6 separate regions of the Mus musculus genome follow, and all the other regions are linked to region 5. The links are chromatin contacts, called in public HiChIP or PLAC-seq and promoter capture Hi-C maps. All regions are on one chromosome and are shown on one strand. Each heading gives the region's core, a stretch centred on a gene start, on an enhancer-like site or on the middle of the called end of the contact. The rest is flanking DNA. Distances are from core to core; before and after follow the strand shown.

Evidence for each region. Promoter capture Hi-C pulls out the DNA fragments that hold promoters and counts their contacts. HiChIP or PLAC-seq counts read pairs in DNA pulled down with a chosen protein or histone mark. Capture Hi-C pulls out chosen DNA fragments and counts their contacts.
Region 1: a contact with region 5 is called in an H3K27ac HiChIP or PLAC-seq map of extraembryonic endoderm stem cells, with 4 times the contacts expected there. The contact joins the promoter of Acat2 here to the promoter of Agpat4 in region 5. A contact is called at or near these places in 2 of 115 datasets of contacts at active chromatin or transcription factors (extraembryonic endoderm stem cells and memory CD8 T cells).
Region 2: a promoter capture Hi-C map of adipose tissue shows a contact between it and region 5. The contact joins the promoter of Igf2r here to the promoter of Agpat4 in region 5. A contact is called at or near these places in 7 of 39 promoter capture datasets (the HPC-7 cell line, cranial neural crest, embryonic stem cells and 4 more) and 1 of 9 other capture datasets (adipose tissue).
Region 3: a contact with region 5 is called in a promoter capture Hi-C map of the HPC-7 cell line, with 3 times the contacts expected there. The contact joins the promoter of Mrgprh here to the promoter of Agpat4 in region 5. A contact is called at or near these places in 2 of 39 promoter capture datasets (the 3T3-L1 cell line and the HPC-7 cell line).
Region 4: an H3K4me3 HiChIP or PLAC-seq map of bone marrow-derived macrophages shows a contact between it and region 5, with 6 times the contacts expected there. The contact joins the promoter of Airn here to the promoter of Agpat4 in region 5. A contact is called at or near these places in 6 of 115 datasets of contacts at active chromatin or transcription factors (bone marrow-derived macrophages, double positive thymocytes, extraembryonic endoderm stem cells and 3 more).
Region 6: an H3K4me3 HiChIP or PLAC-seq map of bone marrow-derived macrophages shows a contact between it and region 5, with 4 times the contacts expected there. The contact joins the enhancer-like site here to the promoter of Agpat4 in region 5. A contact is called at or near these places in 1 of 39 promoter capture datasets (cranial neural crest), 3 of 115 datasets of contacts at active chromatin or transcription factors (bone marrow-derived macrophages, microglia and pancreatic cancer cells) and 2 of 9 other capture datasets (adipose tissue and liver).

What each region holds. Positions count from the first base shown.
Region 1 is chr17:12,958,455-12,962,610 of GRCm38.p6, forward strand. It overlaps Acat2 (acetyl-Coenzyme A acetyltransferase 2), which reads right to left and starts at 2,271. Exons shown (of 9, transcript NM_009338.3): 1 at 2,155-2,271; 2 at 1,541-1,675. The coding sequence starts at 2,209. It also overlaps the pseudogene Gm15946.
Region 2 is chr17:12,766,922-12,770,955 of GRCm38.p6, forward strand. Igf2r (insulin-like growth factor 2 receptor) reads right to left here and starts at 2,785. Exons shown (of 48, transcript NM_010515.2): 1 at 2,479-2,785. The coding sequence starts at 2,612. All of the region lies in intron 1 of Airn (antisense Igf2r RNA), which reads left to right.
Region 3 is chr17:12,873,825-12,877,565 of GRCm38.p6, forward strand. Mrgprh (MAS-related GPR, member H) reads left to right here and starts at 2,210. Exons shown (of 1, transcript NM_030726.1): 1 at 2,210-3,741. The coding sequence starts at 3,051.
Region 4 is chr17:12,739,572-12,743,770 of GRCm38.p6, forward strand. It overlaps Airn (antisense Igf2r RNA), which reads left to right and starts at 1,740. Exons shown (of 3, transcript NR_027773.1): 1 at 1,740-1,853. Igf2r (insulin-like growth factor 2 receptor) reads right to left here. Exons shown (of 48, transcript NM_010515.2): 3 at 711-835.
Region 5 is chr17:12,117,948-12,121,859 of GRCm38.p6, forward strand. It overlaps Agpat4 (1-acylglycerol-3-phosphate O-acyltransferase 4 (lysophosphatidic acid acyltransferase, delta)), which reads left to right and starts at 1,337. Exons shown (of 9, transcript NM_026644.2): 1 at 1,337-1,468.
Region 6 is chr17:12,792,769-12,796,542 of GRCm38.p6, forward strand. The region is part of intron 1 of Airn (antisense Igf2r RNA); the gene reads left to right. Among named protein-coding and RNA genes, the nearest start is that of Igf2r, 25 kb to the left of the region's middle. RefSeq lists an enhancer at 1-302. Within about 2 kb of position 1,658, at least 112 of the 459 cell types and tissues checked have an H3K27ac peak or open chromatin away from gene starts, as enhancers often do. A contact at or near this core is called in adipose tissue and bone marrow-derived macrophages, where this site is marked.

The sequences.
Region 1 (4,156 bases), core at 1,021-3,520, 840 kb after region 5:
CTCCTGGGTGCTGGGAATAAAGGTGTGTACTACCACAGTCTGGTGATATTATATATATATTTACTTGTATGAATGTTTTTCGTGAATGAATGTATGTATGTATGTATGTTTGAGGGTGCCTGGTACTTATGGAGGCTAGAAGAGGGTGCTAGATTCTGGATTCCTGGAAGAGTGAAGAAGGCTGTAAGAATCCAAGAGGGTGCCAGGAAACAAATTTGGGCCCTTTATAAGAACAGTAAGTGCTCCTTAGAGCTGAGCAATCTCTTTACTCTCTAAAAGATGATGATACTTCTTAGAGACACTTGGCTTCTTTGCTCTTTCAGACGACTGAAACAATGAACTCCTCAAAGACTGGAATCACATGCTGGGAGAAGGAACAAGTTGAAGCCTGGTACAAGGCAAAGGAGATCTTTCCTTCCAGGGAAAAAGATTCCACACACTCTGAGGACTTGCCAGACCACCCTGCTATAGAGACCCAGACAATGGGTCAATGCAGGGGGTGGGGCCATAACATGACCTGACTGTTTAGAAGTGCGAATCTCCAGCTGTCTATTTAAAGTTTAATCTCACTTCTGGAGTATGAAGATGGACCTGAGGAGGATACTTGGATCTCCTCCCAATTTAACCAAATTAAATAAAGCTCCCTTTTCTACTATCCATTTTGCTGTTCCACCTAGAATATGAAGGACAACTAGCTGAACGTGGTTTCTTGAGATAAAGATTGTGACACCAAGTTCTCTAACAATGATCCTTTATATATATATATATATATATATATACAGATGTTGCATAATCTAGGAGGTGGGGATCTGATGTCAAAACAATTCTAGCCCCAAATGTTTCAAAAAACAATATTCAACTGGCACACATACAAATGGTCTCAGACAGAGTAAGAGCAGAACTTGGTATTGAATATTAACAATTTTCTCTACAGTTGATTCAAATGTGTGCTGAGGGAGCACAGGGCAGGGCAGGAGTGGGAACTCATGACCACATGCATGCTAACCACACACTTCACCACTGAGCTATACACCCAGGCCCCAAACCAATCATCAACATCAGTAGTCACTGATCTCCAAGCCCAGCAGGAATCAGAGCTATGATGAAGCATTCTTAGACTCTCCTGCCTTCCTCCGGACAGTCCCCTGGAGTGAGGGACAGCTGATCTCCTGACAAAGTGGACCAGGGTAGAGCTGCTCTGCTGCAGCCCCACTCGCAGCTGTGGCACAGTGCCAGGCCCACACACTTTTATTGACTGTGTGACATGTTAGGGGTATGTGGAGGACTGTGAATACTTTGCTGTGCTTCTAACAATGCAAAGGCGATACAGTCCCGTGGTCTAAGATCACTCACCGAAAAGGCTTGTAAAGGAGCTGTGACTTCAGCCAGAGGAAGGAGGAGGGACAGAAAGAATCCTAGCAGAGAGAACTCCAAGCAAAGCAATGTATGGTGGTGGTGGTGTGTGTGCGCGCACACACACACATATAAATAAATGCTGTTTCTAGTGAACCAGATCTGTCCTGGGCTACTGAGGAGTTACCTGCCGTCAAGACATGTCCAAATATGACCTCGGACACCTCTTCTGGAGCCACCTTGGCCCTCTGCAGGACTTCTTTGATGACAGTTGTCCCCATTTCGTGGACAGGCACGGTGGACAGGGCACCATTGAAGGAGCCTACAATGGAATGGGGAAGAGGGAAGGAATCTGAACCAAGAGCACACTGAGGACCACCGAGGGGGAGAAGGGGTCACATGCATTCCAAATAAAAACGGCTGGAGCCGAGGCGGGCAAAGGCGATGGTGACTTCCAGAACAATGCCAAAGCCAAGGCCTGCCTGGAGGAGCAGCTCAGACCACCATCTCTCGGGCCCCCGACACCACAGCGTGATCAATGGTGCACCGCCGAACAGACCAATCAGCGATCAGGAGAGAGAGCGCGTCCCAACGTTATCTAATAGGTGAGCCTGGCAGAGCGGTGGCTCTACTGCGAGGAGCCAATCGCAGCACGAGGGGCGGGTCCGCGGGCAAGGCGCGGGGCACCGCGAGCTGTGGAGTCTGTGGCCGGCCGCCCCCTCCCCGTCACGAGAGCCCGAGTCTCCGCGATCATGTCGGGAAGGAGGGTCACAGGCTGAAGTGACCTCGCGGGACACTCACCTATAGCGGTGCGCGCCGCTGAGACGATGACCACGGGGTCTGAGCCCGCATTCATCTTGTCGCTCTGGTCTCTGCTAGCTCTCAGCCTTGTCCTGTCTGCGACTGAGGTAAAACTTCCTCCAGCCTGACAGGCTGTGCTGGGGGGGGCGGAGCTATGGCCTCCACGCCACGCCTCCTCACGCCTGCGCAGGAAGCTGGTAGGGCTAAGTCCCAGAATTGTGTAAGATGGAGACTCTTTGGTTTGGTATGGGGTAGATGGTGTCTACCCAACCTAGGTGTGTCGGGTTAGGGTGGGGTGTGGAGGATCCAGGGATGTTGGGTTGGAGGTAGACAGCCTAGGGGTGTCGAAGAGCGATGCGGTGTGCAGACGGTCTAGGGGTCATAGGTGGAGTCGGGTCCAAGGGTAAGGCTTTCCTCCAGGTGACACTGGAACCTAGCCTAACCTTTCCTACATAGGCATCTCCCGTTTCTTCTGAAGGTTCTTCTCAGCGCTGACAGCTTCTGAGTGGGTAGCCTCCTTGCTAACAGAGATCCTTAGGGCAGTGGATCTCTACTGTCCAATCCTCTCGGACTTATTATTCAGCCAAAGACAGAATCTGCCAGACTCTACTTACCTCTCTGCCTTGTGTCATTCTCATGCCTTTTGCAGGCTCCCTCTGGCCACCCCCCAGTCCCAGCCCTAGCACTATCACAGGTCACCTGCAGTGTCCCCAGTGTTTTGAAAGGAGAGTCATCCTGGTTTGCTTCTGCAGCTTGCTGGTCTACAGAGAATGCCATCTGTTTAGGAAAGCAGAATCCTGTGGTGGAAGGAAAGGCTTTCTAGGCAAGTCTTGCCCTCAGTGGGGACAGTGGACAGTGAAGTAAGAGAACTGCGCCACAGATTGTAGGAAAGGAAAACAAACCTAACAACAACAACCCGGTAAGCTGGGATATCCTCCTGAAATGTAAAGCAACCTGAAAAAAATAGTATTTTGAGAGAGGTGGATGGATCAAAGTAGGTTCTAGAGATGAGGCTAAATTCTAGATTATGTCCTCTGTTTCCTCAAGGGTCCAAGAAATGCAAGGGACTTCCCATGGTTTCCTCCTCCTCCTCCTCCTCCTCCTCCTCCTCCTCCTCCTCCTCCTCCTCCTCCTCCTCCTCCTTCTTCTTCTTCTTTTTGGTTTTTCGTGACAGGGTTTCTCTGTATAGCCCTGGCTGTCCTGGAACTCACTTTGTAGACCAGGCTGGCCTCAAACTCAGAAATCTGCCTGCCTCTGCCTCCTGAGTGCTGGGATTAAAGGCGTGCGCCACCACGCCTGGCTTAATAATTTATTTTTATGTGTCTTTGCTTGCATGCATGTATGCATCCTTGCATGTGAGCCTAGTGTCTGCAGAGGCAAGCAGAGGATGCTGGACCCCAGGAACTGGAATTGCAGACAGTCGTGAGCTATCATATGGGTGCTAGCTACCAAACCCTGTTCTCTGCAGGAGCAGTAGTGCTCATCACCACTGTGTCACCTCCCTAGCCCTCTGTTTTCCCACTACTCTGGCCACTCTTCAGTTCCCTTTGTGGCCTTACTCTCACTGCCCCTCACCCAACATGCCACAGCATGTCCACCCCATCCTGTCAGTTACCCCCATTATGCTGACAACTCTGGAATCCTTCTTTTAATTTTGTTGCCTGTGAGCAGACTGGCTCTCTCAATTTAAACTTTCTATAAAAAACAACTTATGACATCTAACCCAAACTCGTGTTTACCTCTTCAGCTTATTTCTTTTGACTGAAGAACGTCTCAGTGAGTGGTGTGAGGCTCTGTTAGCTAAGCTAGAAATCTCTGGACCTCCGCTTAGGCTTCACTTCCTCCAGGAAGCCTTCCTAAATCCTGCCTTGGCTCTTATTCCTAATCTTATCTTCGTTAACCATACAACTCTTAGTTTCCAGTTTTCTTTTCTTTTTCTTTTTTTTCTTTTTTCTCTTGGTTTGTTTGAGACAGGGTTTCTCTGTGTAGCCCTGGCTGTCCT
Region 2 (4,034 bases), core at 1,535-4,034, 650 kb after region 5:
AGAGGCTAAAAGCCTGTGGCAGAGACTCTTAAAGGGCTGTGAGTCCAGCTCTGGAAGAAAACAGCTGCCTAGCTTGCCCCTGACTTTGAGCTCCTGGGTTTAAGCTCCCAGAACAAAAAAACTAAACAGACCATACAAGACAAACTACACTCTGCAGGCTCCAAGACACTCAAAATGTTTCTAAGAAAGAGCATAGTTACAGGCAGGGGATAGGTGAGAAGGACTGGGAAGTTCACTACTCCTGAGGAAAGCTAGAGGAAGAAGAACCTTAGAGACGTCAGAAGCTGTGAAGGGCACCTCTAACACAACCTTAGACCCTCTCTAGCACTGGCAAAGTCACACCATGTGAGACAGTGGCCCCAGTAGACTAGTACAAAGGCCATTCATTCCACAAGGTAAGGACCAGCATCTCCACTGGAGATGAGGTGAAAGACCACAAGTTCAAGACAATGAGATGACCATGCACAAGTGAGCAGCTCTGAGACTCCATGACGCTCAGTTCTCCTTGACAAATTCTACTCTACTAAAATATAAACTCTAAACTGGGTGGGATTAAAGTGCCGCCTTTAATCCTGGCACTTGGGAGCACACAGGCAGACAGATTTATGGGTTCAAGGCCAGTCTGGTCTACAGAGTGAGTTCAAGAATAGCCAGGGTGACACAGAGCAACCCTATCTCCCCTCCTTCCCCTCACCAAAAAAAAAAAAAAAAAAAAAAAAAAAACTTAACTCTAGGAGACTAGACAGTTAACAGCTCAGCAGTTAGGAGTGCTTGCTGCTTTCGCACAGGATCCATGTTCAATGCCCAGCATCCACGTGGAGCCTCACAGCCATCTGTAACTTCAGTTTCAGGGGAATCTGGTGCCTTCTTCAAGGACACCGTAAGGTATGTGGTAAACAGACATAAATTCGAACAAAATACTCACACACATAGAATAAAAAAATATTCTCTTAATTTTTTCGAAGAAATTAACCTACTATAGCTAGAGAGTTGGCCTTTGGAGGGGGGGGGGATCAATTCTTAGCAGCCACGCAGGCTGCTCACAACCTGTAACTCCAGCTCCAAGGACTCTGAGACCCTTTTCTGGCCTCTGCATGGCAGACACAATGGACACGCATGTGCGCACACACACTTTAAAAATAATGGTGTAAAAAAAAAAAGTGAATTCTAAGGCAAAGGCCGCAGGTCTGTAGTAGAGTACTTGCTTAGCATGCCTGGGCCCTAGGTTGGATCCCCTGTACCAACGCCTTCAAAAGAAACAAATTCCAGTTATCTAGCAAGACCGTGACTTCCACAGCACTAGACCAGCTGTGTTAATTCTTGGTCACAGCAGCCCTAAATCCAAAATTTTCTGTTCTAAATGTTCCCCCCTGGGCCTACTATTGTTTAAGGGGCACCCTTCCTCCATATCATGAAGTTACCGGGGCAGCAATCTATCTTTGGGCAGCTAATTGGTCTATAAGCCGCAGTGCAGCAGTGTCTCCCTCCAAATACTCTCCAAAATGAGAAATAGAATTCTGGTCAGCTCATTCTTACACTAACAAGTCCTACAAATTATTAACTCCAGGTGAGAGAACAAAACTCTCTGATACAAAGGACTAAAGAGCCTGGACTACCATTAGAAACATCAAGTTTGGCTCAGCCCCGTCTCATTCTGAGTCACTTTTGAAAGTCAAGGGTAAAGCTGGCTTCAAGATTCTCTTCCCGCTTCCTTCTTATCAAAGTTTTTAAAACAAGAAAAGATTTGGTTTCCCTTCACCCTAAAGAGCCCAGAGGAGGCCTGTCTCCAAACTAATGGTATTGGAAGTTCCCTAGGCCCACAAGTCTGTGTCCAACACCAACAAACTTCGACAGGACTGGAAATTATACAACCTTGGATCCCAGAGCAGAAGACTCCACTAGAATAATCTACTCTGGAGACAATGACATCATGTGAGCAACCACACAGGAAGCTAACTGAGAGACGTGAAGGGTAAAGTCTTGAAAGCCTACAGAGATGACCACCTCTCAACCCTTGTCAAAAGAAGAAAAAGCTTCAACCACTGACAAATGGCTACTTTAAATAAGGAAAACTGAGAGTTGCCACAGAAGGGGTCAATCTGCAGTTGAAACCACCACTACCCAACTCCAAGAGCATCGCGTGGGTTCGCACTCCCTGGAGACTGCACACTAGAGGGGACGCCTCCGAAGCCCCACGGCTGGAACTTCAATGGAAACGTGCAGCGGGACAAAAGCCCAGCCTTAGCTCTGCCCCCTGCAACTTCCGACGGACACACCGGGCCCCGGGAGTCGCACAAAGCCGCCCGACTTATGACAGCCACAAGTGGCCGGGCACGGGGGGCTCCGGGGGCCAGTGCCACGGCGGCGCGTCCTCCTGCGCCGCCGCGGCCACCACGCGGGCAACTTTCCCGCGGGGGCGGGGCGGGGCGGAGGTCTGCGTGTCCTCGGGGCTCCGCGCCCGCCACGCAAGACACCCACCTGCACAGGGCGTCCAAGTCGACGGCCTGGGCCTGCGCGGAGCCCGCGGCCGCCAGGAGCAGCAGCAGCAGGAGCGGCGGCAGGAGCGCGACGCGCGGCCCGGAGGGCACCGGTCCCAGCTGAACGGCCCGCATCGCGTGTGGCGTGGGGCTCACGGCGGCTGGCCGTTTGGAGCCGCGCCTGGGACACGGTCGCGCCACCACAGCGGAGTCGAAGCTGCAACGGGAGCTGGAGGGAGAAAGAGGAGAGAGAACTGGAGCCAGGGGGGAGTGCGACGAGGAGGCGCTCCGTGGCCGTCCCCGGAGCGTCACGTGACCTGAGTCGGCCCGCCCCCGCCCCGCCTCCTGCTCACGTGACGTCCTCGTTCAGGTGCTCTCCGCCCAGTCCCGGGTCACATGAGCATCGCACGCGCGCGGGACAGGAAGTGTTGCGGGCCGGGCACGAGCGCCAGGTACCTACTCGAGGCCTGACAACCCCAGGGTTGCTCACGCGCGGCGAGGGGTGACGCCTCAGAGCCAGACCTCAGTTTCCCCGTCCAGCACCCAGGTTGCGTCTGCGCTTGAGCGCTTCCTAACTCTCTCTTCTTCAACCGAGACCAGTACGGTGGCCGAGATGGAGTTAGGTGGAAAAGCCCAGGTTGATGTTTAGTGTTGCAAGTGGATGCAGGGTTAAGAGGTCAGTCTTTCTAGAATCCCGCGTGGGAGTTTCCGACTCATGCCCCGGAGAGCCTCACAGCAGCTCTGTGGAAATGTGACTTCCCAAGCAGGGCTTTCTACAGCAAGTTAGGTGACTGGTGGACTAATATGCAGTGTGCAGAGAAACCAAAATGTAACAAGCAAATGACAAACAAAAAAAAACTTTTAGCGTGAGATTGCTTACTATGTAGCTCAGGCTATACTGGAGTTCAGATCCCTCTACTTAAGCCTACCGAGTTCTAGGTTTAGAAGCGTGTACCACCACCTCTGTTACAAAGTTTTATTATTCTGTAAAGATAATATGCAGCATCCATATTACATAAGGCGGTAACCTAGTGAAAGTACAGTAAATGAGCCTTAGGAAATGGCTCAGACTGTAATGTGCCTGCGGGTCTGAGCTCAAGCCCCAGCACCCAACCCCTGGAACTTTGGTGGGGAGGCAGAGACGAGGGCATCTCCGATGTTTGCTGGCCAGCCAGGCTGGCTGAATGTGGCCAGGTCCGCTGTTATTACCAAGAAACCAAGAAGAGGTCACTGGGCAGGAAGACAATCTGGCTGTGACACCAGGATTGGTCAACTGATCTTACTAGCTAGGCAGATATTCCATTCCTTCACTCCACGTGCATCCCTCCAGGAGCTGCCTGCTGGATGGAAGAGGATGGCCTGTTCCTGATGAAGAAGGACCATTTGAGGGTCAGGGGTACAGGAGTAGTCCCTTGATAGAAGCTGGAGTTCATGTTTGTCCTCTCTAGTGTTAGAACTAATGCAGGCAAGTGTTGTCAGTGAGAAAACCGCTAAATGAAGAGTTAGCTGTGAACCAGAATGTAAACTTCCACTCAAAGTATCATCCCCAAAATACAT
Region 3 (3,741 bases), core at 960-3,459, 760 kb after region 5:
AGTAAAAACTTCTGGATATCATTTTCCCTATTAGATAGTTTTTTTGAGAATGATCAAAAAAAGTGGGGGGGGGCTTCTCTGTACAAGTTCTCTCTTATGCTGCTTCCAAAAGCAACCTTTTAAAAATATTGTCTATTGTTCTTTGAGAATTTCATATGCGCACAATGTAATTTTATCATACTTACCCCTACTCCTCACCTAACCCCCTCTCAGGACCTCACCCCCACCCCACCCCAACTTTGTGCCCTTTTTGTTTGTTTGTTTTTTAATGACTCATGGAGTCCAGTTTGACCTGTCCGCAGGAGAATGAGACCGTCACTGGAGCATAACTGACCTACCAGGGGCCATCACCTTAAAGAATGCTGGCTCCCCCTCATCCAGCAGTCATCTATTATCATTAGCTCTCCAGCAAGGGGTAGTGAGCCCCTCCCCACTCCATGCTAGAATGAAGTGGCTTGATTTTATGCAGGTATTGTGCACAGCTGCTGGGTCTCTTTTAGCCTAGACCAGCCTCTAACTCCCAAGCTAGTGAGTTGAGTATGACATTGACATTGACTTCTGGGATTCCTGCCTGTACCTCCTGAATACTGAGATTATAGTTATAAAACACTATTGCCAGTGCATGTGGTGGAATCCAGGGCTTTGTGAGAGATAAGCAAGCACTCTCTGAGAACCATACTTTTGAGAATTGCCAGACTGAGGACTGGCATGTTTCTGTAATCTGCAATCCAGAGCTGTGGCAATGGCTCTGTGTGCAAAACGCTTCTTTGAAAATGTGAGGGGGTCCAGGTTCAGTGAGACACCCTGAGTCCTTGCTTTTTTTAAGTTGTTTATTTATTTATTTATTTTATGTATGTGAGTACACTGTCACAGATTCCATTACAGATGGTTGTGAGCCACCATGTGGTTTCTGGGAATTGAATTCAGGACCTCTGGAAGAACAGTCAGTGTTCTTCCCCACTGAGCCATCTCTCCAGCCCCACTAAGTTTGCTTTCTATTCTATTTCAAAAGCACCACAGGAATGAAAGGGTTAATTTCATCTCACAGTAGACAGACCATCATGGAGGCAAGTCTGGGCAGGAACTCAGAGCAGGAACCTGGAGTTGAGACCATGGAGAAATAATGCTTGCTGTCTTGCTCTTGGGCTCTTGCTTGATTACCCTTCTTCCCAGGAGTACCTGCTCAGAAGTGGCACCACCCACAGTGGGATGGGCCCTCCCACACTAGTTGTCAATCAATGTCCTATGGACTTGCCTACAGGCAATCTGATGGCTTCGTCTTCTCAGCTGAAATTCCTTCTTCCCAGATGACTCTAGTTTGGTTCAAGTTGACAAAAGCCTACAACCAGCATGCTCTCCCTCAGCAGACAAAATAGAGAGCTAGGAAGAAGACACCAGATGTCAACCTCTGGCCTCCACACACACATGCACACATAATGATCAGGTGACTATTTCAGATAGATAGTGGGGCAGATGTTAAATGTCCTCAACACTAAGAAATAGCAAACGTCTGTGATGACAGATGCCACCCACCCTGACCACTGCACAGGTTCACATGTGTTCAACCATCACCATGCATTCAACAGATGTGTACCGTTATGGTGTGTCAATCAGAAATAAGATGCATCTGGGCATGGTGGCCCATGCCTACTATAGCTGCTAGCTGCAGCACTCAAGAAGTGGAGATGGGAGTATTCCGAGTTTGAGGCTAGCCTGTGCTACTTAACAAAACCTTGCCTCAAGGCAAACAACAGAGGAAGCAGCTATCTTTGAGTGGTCAAACAGGAAAGCCAGTGGGTTTGGTTTTCTTCCTTCTGACCTCTCCAAAGTCTGTGAAATTAATTTACTTTTCTCATCCATAAAAGTTATATATTTTATCAAAACCACAGAAGTTGTTGAGACACTCCCTCCCTGAGGCAGGCTAGGTTCATCAACGGGAAGAGAAGATCTGGCTGTGAAGAGAGAGATCAGGGAGAGCTCTGAGGAGGACAAAGTCACAGGTTGCCTGGGATGCAGGGGCTTGAAAGAATTGCCTCTCCTGCGTTCTCCCTCCTCTGTTAAACCCCAAGTACAGGTCACAGGGAAAAGCTTGAGACAGTCCTCTGCTTGCTTTAGAAAGAAGAGGACGGACGGTTGGTGGGCCATTCCAGGGTAGGGTGGAGCAACACTCTCACTACCCACTGAGGCTGGTGGCTGATGAGAGAAACCCAAGAACCACCGCACAGATCCAAGTACTGACAGGACCACAAGTGGAGCCAGGCCAACATGGGGAAAAGAGAAAGGAGGGGAAAGCCCCACTGAGAGTTTTTCTCATCCTTCAGTGGGCTGCAAATGTAATCAATCACTCTTTTTGGCTACGTTATTGGGTTCTTTTACCCACCACCTTCTCCACCTCCATTCCTTCAAACCCCACAGCACTGGGTAGGCAAGAAAGAAGGTTAGAGGGGAAAGGAGGTGTTGGCCTCATTAGGCTACTTCCTGCTGATTAGGGACCCCGAGTTCCTACAGGCAAGTTTGATCTCCATTGTCAGGATATCCAGTTTCTTCCTCTCATCAACTTTGCTCACAACCACTTGACAAACCACAACCAGCAGCAGGAGGAGAGCAGCAGCCTCCTCCTTTCTTGGGGCTGTGTCCCCAGCCACAGTTTAAATCATTTCAATGTATTGCCATGTATCACTTTAAAACTCCTAATTCTGTCACCTCGTTCTGGTAAGAACTCCTAGACATAAGAAACACAGAGAGCTTTCCCAGAGAGCCGTGACCAAAGAGGAACTGTTGTAGGCTGAGGCTGGGAGTCAGCCCTAGTGTTAGTAGAGGGGATGTGGACATTTCAGTAGCGTCTGCTGAGTGGAGAGCTGACAAAGGGGGAATGAGCCAGGGCATGAAGATGAGGAGAGAGGGCGGGGGACTCTGGCGTCCCTGTCCCTCAGCATGGGAGAGAAGCCTCCCCATGATACAAAACCGTTCTGAGGTGCAGAACAGATGGCGCCGGTCACCACCTTCTGTTTCTGATCACAGGAGGCCACAGAGAAAGCCATCTTCCTGGAATGGAGCCATTGGCAATGACCTTGTATCCTCTGGAATCCACACAACCCACCAGAAACAAAACCCCAAATGAAACCACCTGGTCTTCAGAGCATACGGATGACCACACTTACTTCTTAGTCTCCCTGGTCATTTGTTCCCTGGGACTGGCTGGGAATGGCCTTTTGATATGGTTCCTAATCTTCTGTATCAAGAGGAAGCCATTCACCATCTACATCCTCCATCTCGCCATTGCAGACTTCATGGTCCTCCTCTGTTCGTCCATCATGAAGCTAGTGAACACTTTTCACATCTACAATATGACCTTAGAGAGCTACGCCATCCTCTTCATGATCTTTGGCTACAACACAGGGCTCCACCTCCTCACGGCCATCAGCGTAGAGCGGTGCCTCTCCGTGCTTTATCCAATCTGGTACCAGTGCCAACGCCCAAAACACCAGTCCGCTGTGGCCTGTATGCTGCTGTGGGCCCTCTCTGTTCTCGTGTCTGGTTTGGAAAACTTCTTCTGCATTCTGGAAGTGAAGCCCCAATTCCCAGAATGCCGATACGTGTACATATTCTCCTGTATCTTGACTTTCCTGGTCTTCGTTCCTCTCATGATCTTCTCTAATTTGATCCTCTTCATCCAAGTCTGCTGTAACCTGAAGCCACGTCAACCGACCAAGCTCTATGTGATCATCATGACCACGGTCA
Region 4 (4,199 bases), core at 490-2,989, 620 kb after region 5:
GTCTCCAGACATCCTGTCTAACTGACTGCCCAGCTGCCCCAATTCCACAAGCAGAGTAAACTCATGGGAAATTATCCTTCGCCTTCTTCTCAAGAGCCAAATGGTCTCTGAACCAAAAAACAGCAAAATCAGGGCCAGAAAGTATGACTTCATCCATCCTGTAAGGAGGTCCCCGAGGAGCCCACGAGCAGCAGAGCCTGGGCAGAGGCACCAGATCCCACCCCAGACAGCCCCTTCTGGCAACCAGACCAGTTAACTCTAGTTAACCCCTGCAGAGCAACAGTTAACTTCTACCTTCCCCAGCCCATGAGAAAGACCAAGGTGTTCACCTCCAAGTCCTGTTTCTCCTACAGTAAACACCAAGCTCTTAAGAACAATCAACAGAAGTAAATCAGCAGCTAGCTTGCTCTGCAACATGACCTCCATGGTTCATGCTGCCACAAACAGACTTTAAGATCTCAATTTGCACAATAGTGTGGTTATAGGTTGGTCTAAAATTAACATTCATCCTAACTCAAGTTTCACTCCAATTCTCACCATCTTTAAGACACATTTAGTTGGTGGTTCTGGGTGGTAGTGACGTGATGTGAATATAAATTGGGGGGAGGGGGAAATTGACCATTTAGTCCTCCAGGATCAGAATTCCTGTAACAAGAACACCAGAAGGGGAAAATGTTCTTAACAAAGAGCTTGAAGAGGGCCCCACTCACCAGGGTCTTCCCACACAGAAATGTAATGCTAGTCTGGATTCTGTGCTGTGAATCTGAAGGCTGGCAGCCCATAGTGGTGTTGAATTCCAGGAGTGATCTGGCTGAACTTCTCAAAAGTGAGTCACCTGTTTGGAGAGGATAAGAATGAACACACAATGAACAAACATAAAAGCACGTAGGCTCTTTTCTCACAGATAAGCACTAGGCAAGCCAGGAATGTTAAACACGCAGGGTTGTCTCTTCAAAGGGAGAGTAGATAACCTGTTTCCAGCCCAGGAGGCTGGGGGCAGGGGTGGTTAATAGCCTGGTGACCTCTGTGCTATTTCTGTAAGGCCAGGCCACAGCAGCTGCCCCAGACCCCTCCCATGAGCCTGCTTCCCCCAGACTCCTCCCATGAGCCTACTTCCTTAATCTATAGAATCTATCTATACAGAAGACTCACTTGAACCTCACAAAAGAATCAATGTAGTCATAAGTAAAGATTTATTGAACACATGGGATGGAGTTAATTAAAACCAGAGAACTTTTTTTTAATTGTGCTTTGCTTAAATGTGCCTAAAATAAACTGTAAGTCTCAAATTTTGAACCAATACTGGCAACTGAGTTGTGTGGAAGAGAACTGCCTGTTTATGTCCTGTAAAACTATGCTTTTGGTGGCTTGGTGGTCAGGAAAACCTTCACAGGAGTGGCACTGCATACTCTGCATCCAAGCAATGGAAAGACTAAGAGAAGTGTATCTCTCTCGGGGTTCAAGACAAGCAAGGACTACTCAATTAGACAACAGCTTTTAAAAAGAAGAAGAAGAAACATAACCGTAATATCTGTTATTCAAGTCTGCTTGAAATATCTGGTCTCTCTGGTGTTCCTCTAAATCTTTCTGACCTGCTCAGCAGGCAATTTATAGAAACACTTCCAGGACTGTAAGGCCATCTAAAACACAGGCTCCAGGCTGGAGCAAGAGGAGGAGCCAAAGCCTGGTGAGGTTGGGCTGAGCAGGGGGGATTAAGTGACACAGTTGGGGCGGAACTTAATAATCTCCACCCCCTGCCGAGGCTTCAACATTATATCTATCCCTCCTTGCTCTAGCGGGCAGCAAGAAGCACAGCACCGCCAGTTACCACGCAGACATCCTGGGGAACTGAGGTAAGCTAGGGTTCCCCGCGTGAAGCGCGGCAATGCGAGGGGAGGATTCTGCAGATGAGGGTAGGATTCCGTTGCAAGGGGAGGATTCCACGCGTTAGAGGATTCCGCAAAGGAAGGGTTCCACAGGAGGGAAGGGCTCTACGCGAGGTGAGGGTTCCACTGATCCGGCAGCTCGAGGGCTCCGACCAAGAGTTCCAGGCCGCTCAAAGGTTCCCCTACGCGAGATTCAGCGCTAGGGTGAAGATTTCTGGGCTACAAGAAAACTCAGCACTAGGGTGCCCCACTGCTCACCAGTGTTCTGAACTACACGAGGGCCGATAGGGCCGGTAGAAAGCCGAAAGCCGCGCTGCCGCCATGCCGCGTCAGCAAGAGGAGAAGGGAGGGGGGCGTCCAGCGCGGGCCGACTGCTGCACTGGGGGGGGGGGGGGTTTACGGGCGATCTAGAGCACGAGGGTGCCACGCTGCGCAAGGGGAGCAGGGGTTCGCGCTAGGGCACCACGCTGCTGGAGAGTTGGGGGGGGGGGTGGAGATCGGAGGATTTCTACACGACCTGATCCGCGGTTTGCGGGGCAGGGGGAAGGTTCGGTGGGTTCCGCGGCACTGCGCGAGCCAGGGTGCTGGCGTGTGCGCTGCCCCCCCCCCCCCCCCCCGTTCAGAGGATTTTAGCACAACTCCAATTGTGCTGCGATTCTGGTTGTGCCGAGTTGCGAGAGAGGCTAAGGGTGAAAAGCTGCACAAGGAGGGGATTCGGAGGGTTTAGAGGGTTCCGCGGCACTGCGCCGCAGTGCTGCCCGAGGGTTCGGAGCAATTCCGGTTGTGCCGTGATCCTTGGTTGTGCTGAGTTGCGGTGAGGGAAAGGGAAGGGAAAGCTCAGAGGGTTCCGAGCTATCCTGAGGGTGCGAAGCTGCACAAGGGCAGGGTTCCGAGGGTTCCGCGGCACTGCGTGAGCCCCGGTGCCGCGCTGCCCAAAGGTTCGGAGGGTTTTAATGCGATTCCGGTTGGGCTGTGATTCTGGTTATGCCAAGTTGCGCGAGGGGAGGGGAAGAGACGGCTCGGAGGATTCCGAGGTATCCTGAGGGTGCAAACTGCACAAGGGGAGGATTCGAAGGGTTCTGTGATCAGGGCCAACGCTCAAAAGTGCCATGTTACAGGAGAGATGAACTCAAAAGTGCCACGTTGCAAGAGAGGCAAGCTCAAAAGTGCCGCGTTGCAGGAGACGGAGGGAAGGGCAGGGTTTGGCGCTATCCTGGCTATGCATGAGGGTGCCACACTCCTGCGCAAGATTAGGGTTCCTCATTGGCCATGCAAATGAAGGTGCCCCACTAGCGGACAGGAGGATTCAGAGGGCTCTGCACTATCCAGGCTGTGCTCAGGGGCACATGAAGGTGCCATATTCTATACAAAGGGAGAGTTCAAAGGGTTGGACCCTCAGAGCGCATTTCGAGTGGATTCAGGTTTCATGTTATGTTGCCTAGTTGTGCTAGGGTTCAGCGCAAATCTGGGCAAGGGACTGTACATTGTATTCGATGCAATCAAGTTGGCCATTGTGCTAAGGAGTGCCTTTAACCCAAGGCTTGTCTGAGCTGCAGACAATGGGGCTAATGGAAGATGGGCCATCTGTCCGGTCATATCCGTACCCTCGACCTCTCAGTGACATTCTATATCTGGGCCCACCTATTCCCTCTAGTCTGGTCCCATTTTCAGAACCTGGAGAGACCCTTCTGACTTTGTCACCAGGACCAATTATTATCCTCATGCCTACCACCCACGTGGTACCCCACCCACTACGGTCTTTAGGCTATTGCTAAGTGGCTACTACAAACAGCTCTTTTAACAACCCACCAGTTCTCATCACAACACTCCTATTCTCAGTTACTAAAAAGCCTTAGTAGTTCTTATCACTCGGTCCAAAACCCTGAAAAAAATTAATCAGGCCATTGTTCCCACCTCCTCTGTTGTACTGGCTGGTACATCTTGGGATCACCTTGACACAAGCTAGAGTCACTAGAGAAGGAGGAGACTCAATTGAGGAAAACGCCTCCATGAAATCCAGCTGTAAGGCCGCATTTTCTCAATTAGTAACCAATAAGGAAGGGCCCAGCCAATTGTGGGTGGTGCCATCTCTGGGTTGGTTGGTGGTCCTGGGTTCTATAAGAAAGGAAGCTGAGCAAGCCATGGGTAGCAAGCCAGTAAGCAGCATCCCTACCACCACCGGCCTCTGCATCAGCTCCTGCCTCCAGGTTCCTAGCCTGCTTAACTATGATGTGGAAATAAGCCAAATAAGCCCTTTTCTCCCCAACTTGCTTTTTGGTCACGGTGGTTCATCACAGCAAGAGAAACCTGGAG
Region 5 (3,912 bases), core at 87-2,586:
GAGTTTATGTGCACCACATTCATGCAGGTGCCCCTGGCCAACATCAGAGAGTGATGGATTCCGTAGAGTTAAAGGCAATTGTGAGCTGCCAGGTGCCTGAAACTGAACCCTGACTTATTCAAGAGCGGTAAGCACTCTTAAACCCGGAGCCACCTCATCTCTCCAGTACTTATAGGAAACTCTTTACTAACAACTTTTATAGCCCTTGCTAGCCGTTCAAGTTAATTTTTACACCCCACAAATGGGCTTTCGGTTTGGATTCTTCCTTATGCCCTCCACCCTCACTCCATTTGGCTTTGCTCCTCTCACATTCTAGATGATCTTCAGGATGTCAAAGTCCAAACCCTTTTCCTGCTTCTTGAGTACCTTCTTCTTGGCTCCTGTCTGCAGGGCAAGCTATTTGCCGTGCTTCTGCAGCCTGGAGGAGGAACTTCTCAGTACTGCTCGCGCTAGAAAGTAGAGCGACCACGGGGCATTCTTTCTGTAAATATGTAAACATCTGCGACAGTGTCTTGAACAGCCCGTATTTGAAGGGCACTTTAGGCACCCAGAGATTGAATTCACCTTTCCAGGAATGTCACAGACCTGGCCTTTGCGCACTTCCAACACCGCCCCCCCCCCGCCCCCTTAAAGTTTCAGGACTCTGTTCGGTTAATCTGCTCAGACCCTTGCTAACTTAACAAGAGTGTAAATGTCATGTGCATGTGTGTGTTGCCTGCTTGTGCGCACTAGCATGAGTAGGCAGTCCTGGCACCCGCTGGCACCCAGCTTTGGAAGGAGAGCATCCATCCACAGGAGCTCCGGGCATCCTAGGTCTGTTGGTCCTAGTCTCGGGAACGCTGGGCGTGATCTTGGAAGGGGCTTCCGGGCTGGCGGAGTGGTGGCCAGGAGAGGTGAGCAAGGCACTAGAGTGCGCGGGCTTCAGCTTTCATCCTGTTTTCCCCCCACCCCCACCCCCAAACGAAATGGCACAGGGGACTTGGGGCGTGGGGGGGGGGGCAATTTCCAGGGCAGGAGGCCGAGGTTTCTCAGGCTGTTTGCACGGGGATGCAACAGGGCTCTTGAGCTGGGCGAGTGGCGGCAGGCCACTGGGATGGCTTTGTTATCCACGCGGGTGACTACTCGATCCCAATCCCCATCTGGCTCCAACAGGAGGCCGAGCTGGACACTTCTTTACACTCATTGGAAGGAGAGGGTGACTCATGTTACACGGGGTCCGAGCTTCCCTCCCAGTAGCTGCTAAGTCGTAGCTTTAAAAGGAAGTGACATGGGTGGGGAGAGACGTCAGCCGAGGACCACCTTTTTTTCCCTTCCCGAAGGGTCCACCCCTTTGGGTGGAGTCTCGCTTTTTCTTTCCAGTGTTGGCTGACTTACAGCTTCTCTAAAGTAGAGGCAGTTTCTGAACCTCAGGCTCCTGCCTCGCAGTTCTGGCTTGTGAGCACCAATGCAAAGAACTGCCCGGAGCGAGGTAGGTGGTGTTGGTACGATTACCAGGCACCTTCTCCTGGGGTGTGGCGTGTGATGATCGGATGCCCTTCTCTGGCAGGGGTCCCTCTGCTCGGCTGGTTTCCTAGTACTTTGGAAGGGATAGGCTCGGAGCGGGATGCTGGTGGGGTTGGAGCGAATGATGCGGGGGTGGGGGTGGGGGCAGAGGGAGGAGCACCGGGGCTCCGCGACCACTGCTTTGTGCCAGATTGTGAGGAGCTTTCTGGGGGCTCTGCGAGCAGCCCTCCCAGGGTGGAAGCATTTTCTTGGCTACCGTGAAGGTGTAGCGATGGCTCCTGTTACATATACGGGCTCTCTTTTCGTGCAACACGTTCTTCTGTCTCTGGTGTTTCTATGACAACCACAAAAATATACTCCACAAAAATACAGTCCCAATCTAAATTGATTTATTTGTATTTCCTTCCTGGGCTTGGCCTGGCTGGGCCTCGCTGGAACGCAACGTGACTCTGTAGATACCCCCTCCTCTCGTTTTCATTTTGGTTTTTCCCTATCGCAGGAGGGCTGGGGGAGGGGAGTTGTCAAGGAAACAGGCATTTGTAATCACCGCTTTATTTACTTAAATTTAAGCTTCTGGGTTCTCCATCATATGTCGGGATTTTTAAAGGGAGTTCTTTTATGTTTTTGAAGCTTTCCAGTATTAAGGGCAGCTTTTAGAAACTTAACTAATTTCTTAAGACATGATATTGAACAAACTAAGAGGGGCAGGGGGATTTAACTCTTTATAGGAGGATACTGCATTGAAATAAAGTGTTGCAAAGTACCTGATAATTCACACTGGTAAATATGTTATCAGCTGTTCAGGCTCACCCACAAGTCTAAACATGTATAAAACGAGTCTTGGCTCTATTCTGAACTTCATTTAGCCACAAATCAAAGTTCAGTTAGCATAAGAAATGCTAACTACCCAGCTGGGTCTCTAGGGTATTGTTCTGTGGTGCTCTCACCTGGATTACCCAGTGTTTACCCTCTAGTCTTTCCAAACCTGGCACGGATCTGCTCATCTGAAGTTATCACTCAGCATCTCCTACTGGGGGGAAAAAGTTATCTCAAGAGGAGGGAAACGTAGTGTGGATGTGTGCATGTGTGTCTCTGTATATCGGGGGTGGGTGGGTAAGGTTCCTTTTGAGAAAAACAATTAAGACTCCCAAGTTAGAGGTATGATATCCTTCTGGTGCAACGTAGGGAGGAAAAAACAAACCTTCAGAAGAAAACTAAGACACGAGAGGAAATTATCACCTACCCAGTAATAAGCAGAGGTGGACAAAACTTGATACAAATAATTCATTGCTTAGAAGGCAGGCCCATTAGTGGTTTTGGGTGCTGCTTATATTCAGTACCTCTGAAGCAAGCCTGATAATGGACCCTCTTCTAATGTGCATGCCCAGTACCAGAATTCCTTCCTTATTGGTACCAATATAGAGTCCTGTATTACTGAGATTATCTGTGGTAAGAATTTAAAAGGCCTCAGGTTACTTTCAGGTTATTAAAGCCCAATCATAGCTTGGAACCCTAGCCTCTTGGCTACGTGGAAGCGGGAAGAACCAGTAGTTTCTAGAATGTTCTTTATCTCACTACTGTTATTTATCTCGGTCTTAAAAACTGACCATAGTTCCAGAGATTTTAAGCATTTCAGATACAAAAGTTCTCTACAAATGGGAGCTAAAGAACAGGGCACAAAATTAGAGGGCTGGGGTTGTTGCTTGGTAGTAGAAAACTTGCCTAACGTCCCTAGAAACCCTCAAAACAAACAAATCTAACTAGAGAAAAAAATGGAGTTAAAGACAAGAGAATTAGGTGAGGGGTACAGAACATTAAAAAAACGTACTCAGAATAATGATTCAACTTTCATTTTGCCAAACTTACTTTAGCATTCTGCCGGACAAGACAATGGACTTATCGTCCGACCTTCCAAAGCATGAGAGTAGTGGGCTTGTCTCAGCATGTCACTCAGAAAGTTTCCAGACCCAAACCCAATGCAAAAAGAAAGTAGTAAATAACCAAACAGACCAGACCCCTCTCAGCTATCCAGAGAAAGAGTGACTTGTTTAACCTGTGGGAGACAGCTGGAGCTGGGTGGAAACAAAGTACCCCAAGGTGACTCAGAAGGCCAGGCTATGTCATGACTTTGACTGTAGCTTGGATGCTCGCGAGGGCAGAGAAGGAGGGAGCCATCTTAGTCATTCCAGTCCTTGCCTTAAATCATGGCTACTCAGAGAGGAGTTGGTTAAGGCCACCCTTTCTGTTCTGCTGTGTTCTGAAGGGAGGTCTGGTGGGCAGGGAAAGAGGCGTGCCTATTTCTGAGTGACTCTTGATTTACTGATGAAGTACATGGCTAAGCCTCGCTTAGTAATATTCTGCCATTTGGAGAACTCAGATGAGTCCAGTTTAGCATTGGAAAACTAGCCT
Region 6 (3,774 bases), core at 408-2,907, 680 kb after region 5:
GAGACTGCAGGATGAGAGCCAGGATCAGGGCACAGGACCTGTGTCACTAGCCTTGGTCCCCCACAGAGGGGGCCATGCTAGCCTAGGTTCACCCATGTCAGATTAACAACAGAATGGGGGAGGGGGTGGCTCAAGGGAATCCTCTTTCTGATCCACTTTTCTTCCGTCCCACCAGCTCACTCATCCCTTCCTCCATTTTGACACGTTTACAGTTCTTATCTCCATCAGCTGTGTCTCAGGCTTGCCACACAACAGTGTAGACGCTCAGATAAGTCATCCTGGTACCCAGCAAGACCTTGGAAGAACAGTCCTAAGCAGGATGCAAAAGTAAACTTTTCCCCCGTTGGATTGATTCAATCCTGGTATTTTTCTGAAGTAAAAATAAAAACAAAAACAAAACAACAACAACAAAAAAAAAACCAAACCAAAACAAAACAAAAAAAACCTAAACCCTGAATGGCATACCTTGCTATTGTGAGAGTCCGTGGACTTTGTTCATCGCTTCAGGCAGAAAATTCTCTTTTTTTCCATATTGTTCACCATCTTGCCTTTGGGATTTTTTTTTTTTTTTTTTGATAGAGTCTCAAGTAACCTGAACTGGCCTCAAACTTGCTATGTAGTAAGAGGTACCTCGAACCTCTAACCTCCTGTCTCCACTTCCCAAGTGCTGACATTATAGGCATGTACCACCATTCCTGGTTTATGTGGTACATGCAAGCCTGGTCAGCACTCTTCCAATTAAACTTTACCCATAATCCTTATAATACATTCTTCTGGTTGGGTCTACATGAGTTCGGCCTGTCTTCATTCCTCTTAAAAATGATTTCCTCAACAAGCAAGGGTGGAATAGTTCCACCACAACAGACCTATAGACAGTTTCATGGGGGGAAAAGAAAGACAATGTTCTATTGTTTTTTTTTTTTAAAATAACTATTCATTGACTATGTGTGTGAGCCTCTGGGGGGTTATGAGCACCAACCACCTTTGCACAGTGACCATAGAAGCCAGAAGGGGGCTTCAGAGCTCCTGGAAATGGAGTTGCAAGCCACTGAGAGGCACTGCATAGGTCCTGGGAAGCTAATGTGCACACCCTCTACAAAGGCAGCAAGTGTTCGCAGCTGCTGAGCCATCTCTCCATCCCCAAGATTTTTTTTTTTTTTTTTTTTTTGAAATCGCTATGTACTAAATGGTTCCTGCAAGCAGCTATTGCCGATTGCCACTTTGCTCTGCACCTGGGAGCTGCATTTGACTGTTTAAGTGGTTCTGTCCCGGAGCTGCTGAAATGCCCAGTGGAACCACAAGCACTCCTTCAGACTTCCTGTTTCCCAAGAGCAGGCAACAGGGGTGTCGATTACAGCTCGTGCAGGCCTGGGGCAGGGAGGCCCACATGTCCTGTGTGTTTTCTATCTGCAGGCTCCGTACAGATGGTGAGGTTGTTCCCACAGCAAATCTGCCACCAAAGGGGATAGGAAATCTTGGCAGGAAGCTCTCTCAAGCACCAGGGGAGAGTCTCCCAGTGACCTTGGCCTCCACCCAACCCTTTCTCACTACTAAATGAGGAAAGCATCTTGAACAGATTCTGCCAAGACTGATGGGACTTGGGCCTTTCTCAGCGCTGGAATGTTAGGTGAAAGCAAGCAGACACATGTTAACAACTAGACACAAAACAGCTTCGATACTATTCAATCACAACAAGGGAGCCCTCTTCCTGGAGGCTCCTAGCCACGTAGGAGAGAGACCAGCTTTCCTGGGTGTGTTCGCCCGAAGGCATTCGCTTTCTCTGGCAAGATCTTACGGTTAACCAAGATTTCCATGGAGTGAGCAGTCCTTGGCAGAAGAAAAACAGAAGCAAGACCACAAAATATTGAAAAGACTCCTGAGGCTGGCGTGGAGTTAATAATCACTTGTACAAACGGGCGGAACTGGTCTCAATGGGGCCCAGAAGCAATGGATGTAGGGGTATATGATGTGGCATCGCGGGGTTCGCACAGGCAAGGAAAAATATCAGCGGTCTATTCTTTTCCATCTCCGAGGCCACCCTCAGGATAGCTGCTTGATGGTCTTTGCCTCCAGACCAGGCCTCCCCCAGCCACTGGAGATGCCTCAGGAGGTCTGACCCACTTAGAGCTGGAGGTGTAGGGCTGGAGAGATAGCTCAGAAGTTAAGAGCACTGACTGTTCTTCATAAGGTCCTGAGTTCAAATCCCAGCAACCACATGGTGGCTCACAACCATCCATAACGAGATCTGACACTCTCTTCTGGTGTGTCTGAAAACAGCTACAGTGTACTTACATATAATAAATAAATAAGTCTTTTAAAAAAATAAGGAAAAAAAAAGGTAGGTGGTAGACTTCCTAGTGCTCAAAGAGACCAGGGTTTGAGTCTCAGCCCTGGACTTGAGATACATAGACTGCCTGGGAACTCCCTATGGAGCTGGGAACAGTGTTGAAATCCTGATCTCCCTTCCTCTATCTCCTGAGATCCTGTGTGTGTGCCACCATAACTGGGCAAAACTGCTAAGGTGTCCTCAAACAGTCTGTCCCTGTCAGGACACTTCCAGATGAAAAACCTCATCTCAGGTTCACCTCAAGCTACAGGGTTCCAGAGGCATCTGCATCCTTTGAGGTCTGTCCTTGCCTCTGTGCGCTTCTCTTTCCCTTGTGCCTCCTGAACACCATCACAGATCCCCAGTTTGCTGTCAACCTCTCAGTCGACTCTGCTCTACTGAGAGGTTTTTCTGATGTTCCTAGTTACATTTCCAGATTCCTGAAGACAGATAAACAATACCCTGCTGTGGATTAGCGCCTGGCTTAGGCAGAACAGACCCACTCTCTTTCCCAGACGCCCTCCTGTCTCCCTTATTCACTTTCAGTCAATCAGTGTTTTACCACTCATACATTTATTTATCTTGCTGGGGGAGGGGAATGTGCCCACCTGGAGCTTTCGAGTGGAGGCCAGAGGTTACCTCACAGGAACTGGTTCTCTCCGCCCACATCAGGTTTGGTGGTGAGGGCCTTTACCTGCTGAACACTGAATTTTAAAACAAAACTCATCAGAATAATCTTAAATAACCCTTCTCATTAAAGCCACCGGTGTGGGTGGGTGAGTGAATGTGAGTGTGTGTGGGGGTATGGTTATCTGTGTGTGTGTGTGTGTGTGTGTGTGTGTGTGTGTGTGTGTGTGTGTAAACAGACCTGACAATCCTGTGGGATGCGGGAAGAAAACACAAGAGCCAATCATAATAGCTTCCTTTCCACTTGTGCATTAAATTATGTCCAAGTATTTTACAAATACAATACTTTGACTAGGCTGGGCAATGGGACTAGTTCACGTCTCTAATCCCAGCCCTTAGAAGGCAGAGGCAGGCAGATCTGTAAATTCTAAGCCAGCCTGGTCTACAAAGTAAGTTTCTAGGACAGTCAGAGCTACACAGAGAAACTCTGCCTCAAAGAGCTGAAAAAAATTATGTACTATGACTGGGATAGTGGTACTTGATCCAAAAATTTTGTACTGACCCACAGGTTTCTACCTAGAACCCTCCTATGTGCCTCCTTTGGTTTGTCTTTATGACAGGGTCTCATGTGTGCTAGACGGGCCTCCAACTCCTGATTGGCCTGTGTCTATCCCTCACATGCTGAAGTTTCAGGCAGGCCCACCATGCCCTGTTTTCCCAAGAAGGTATAGTGACTCCCTAGAGGGACTCTAGTGCCACCTTTCTCAGTAGATTTTGCCTGATTTCCAAAGTGTCTCAACCCCAGTCCATTGTATCTCTTA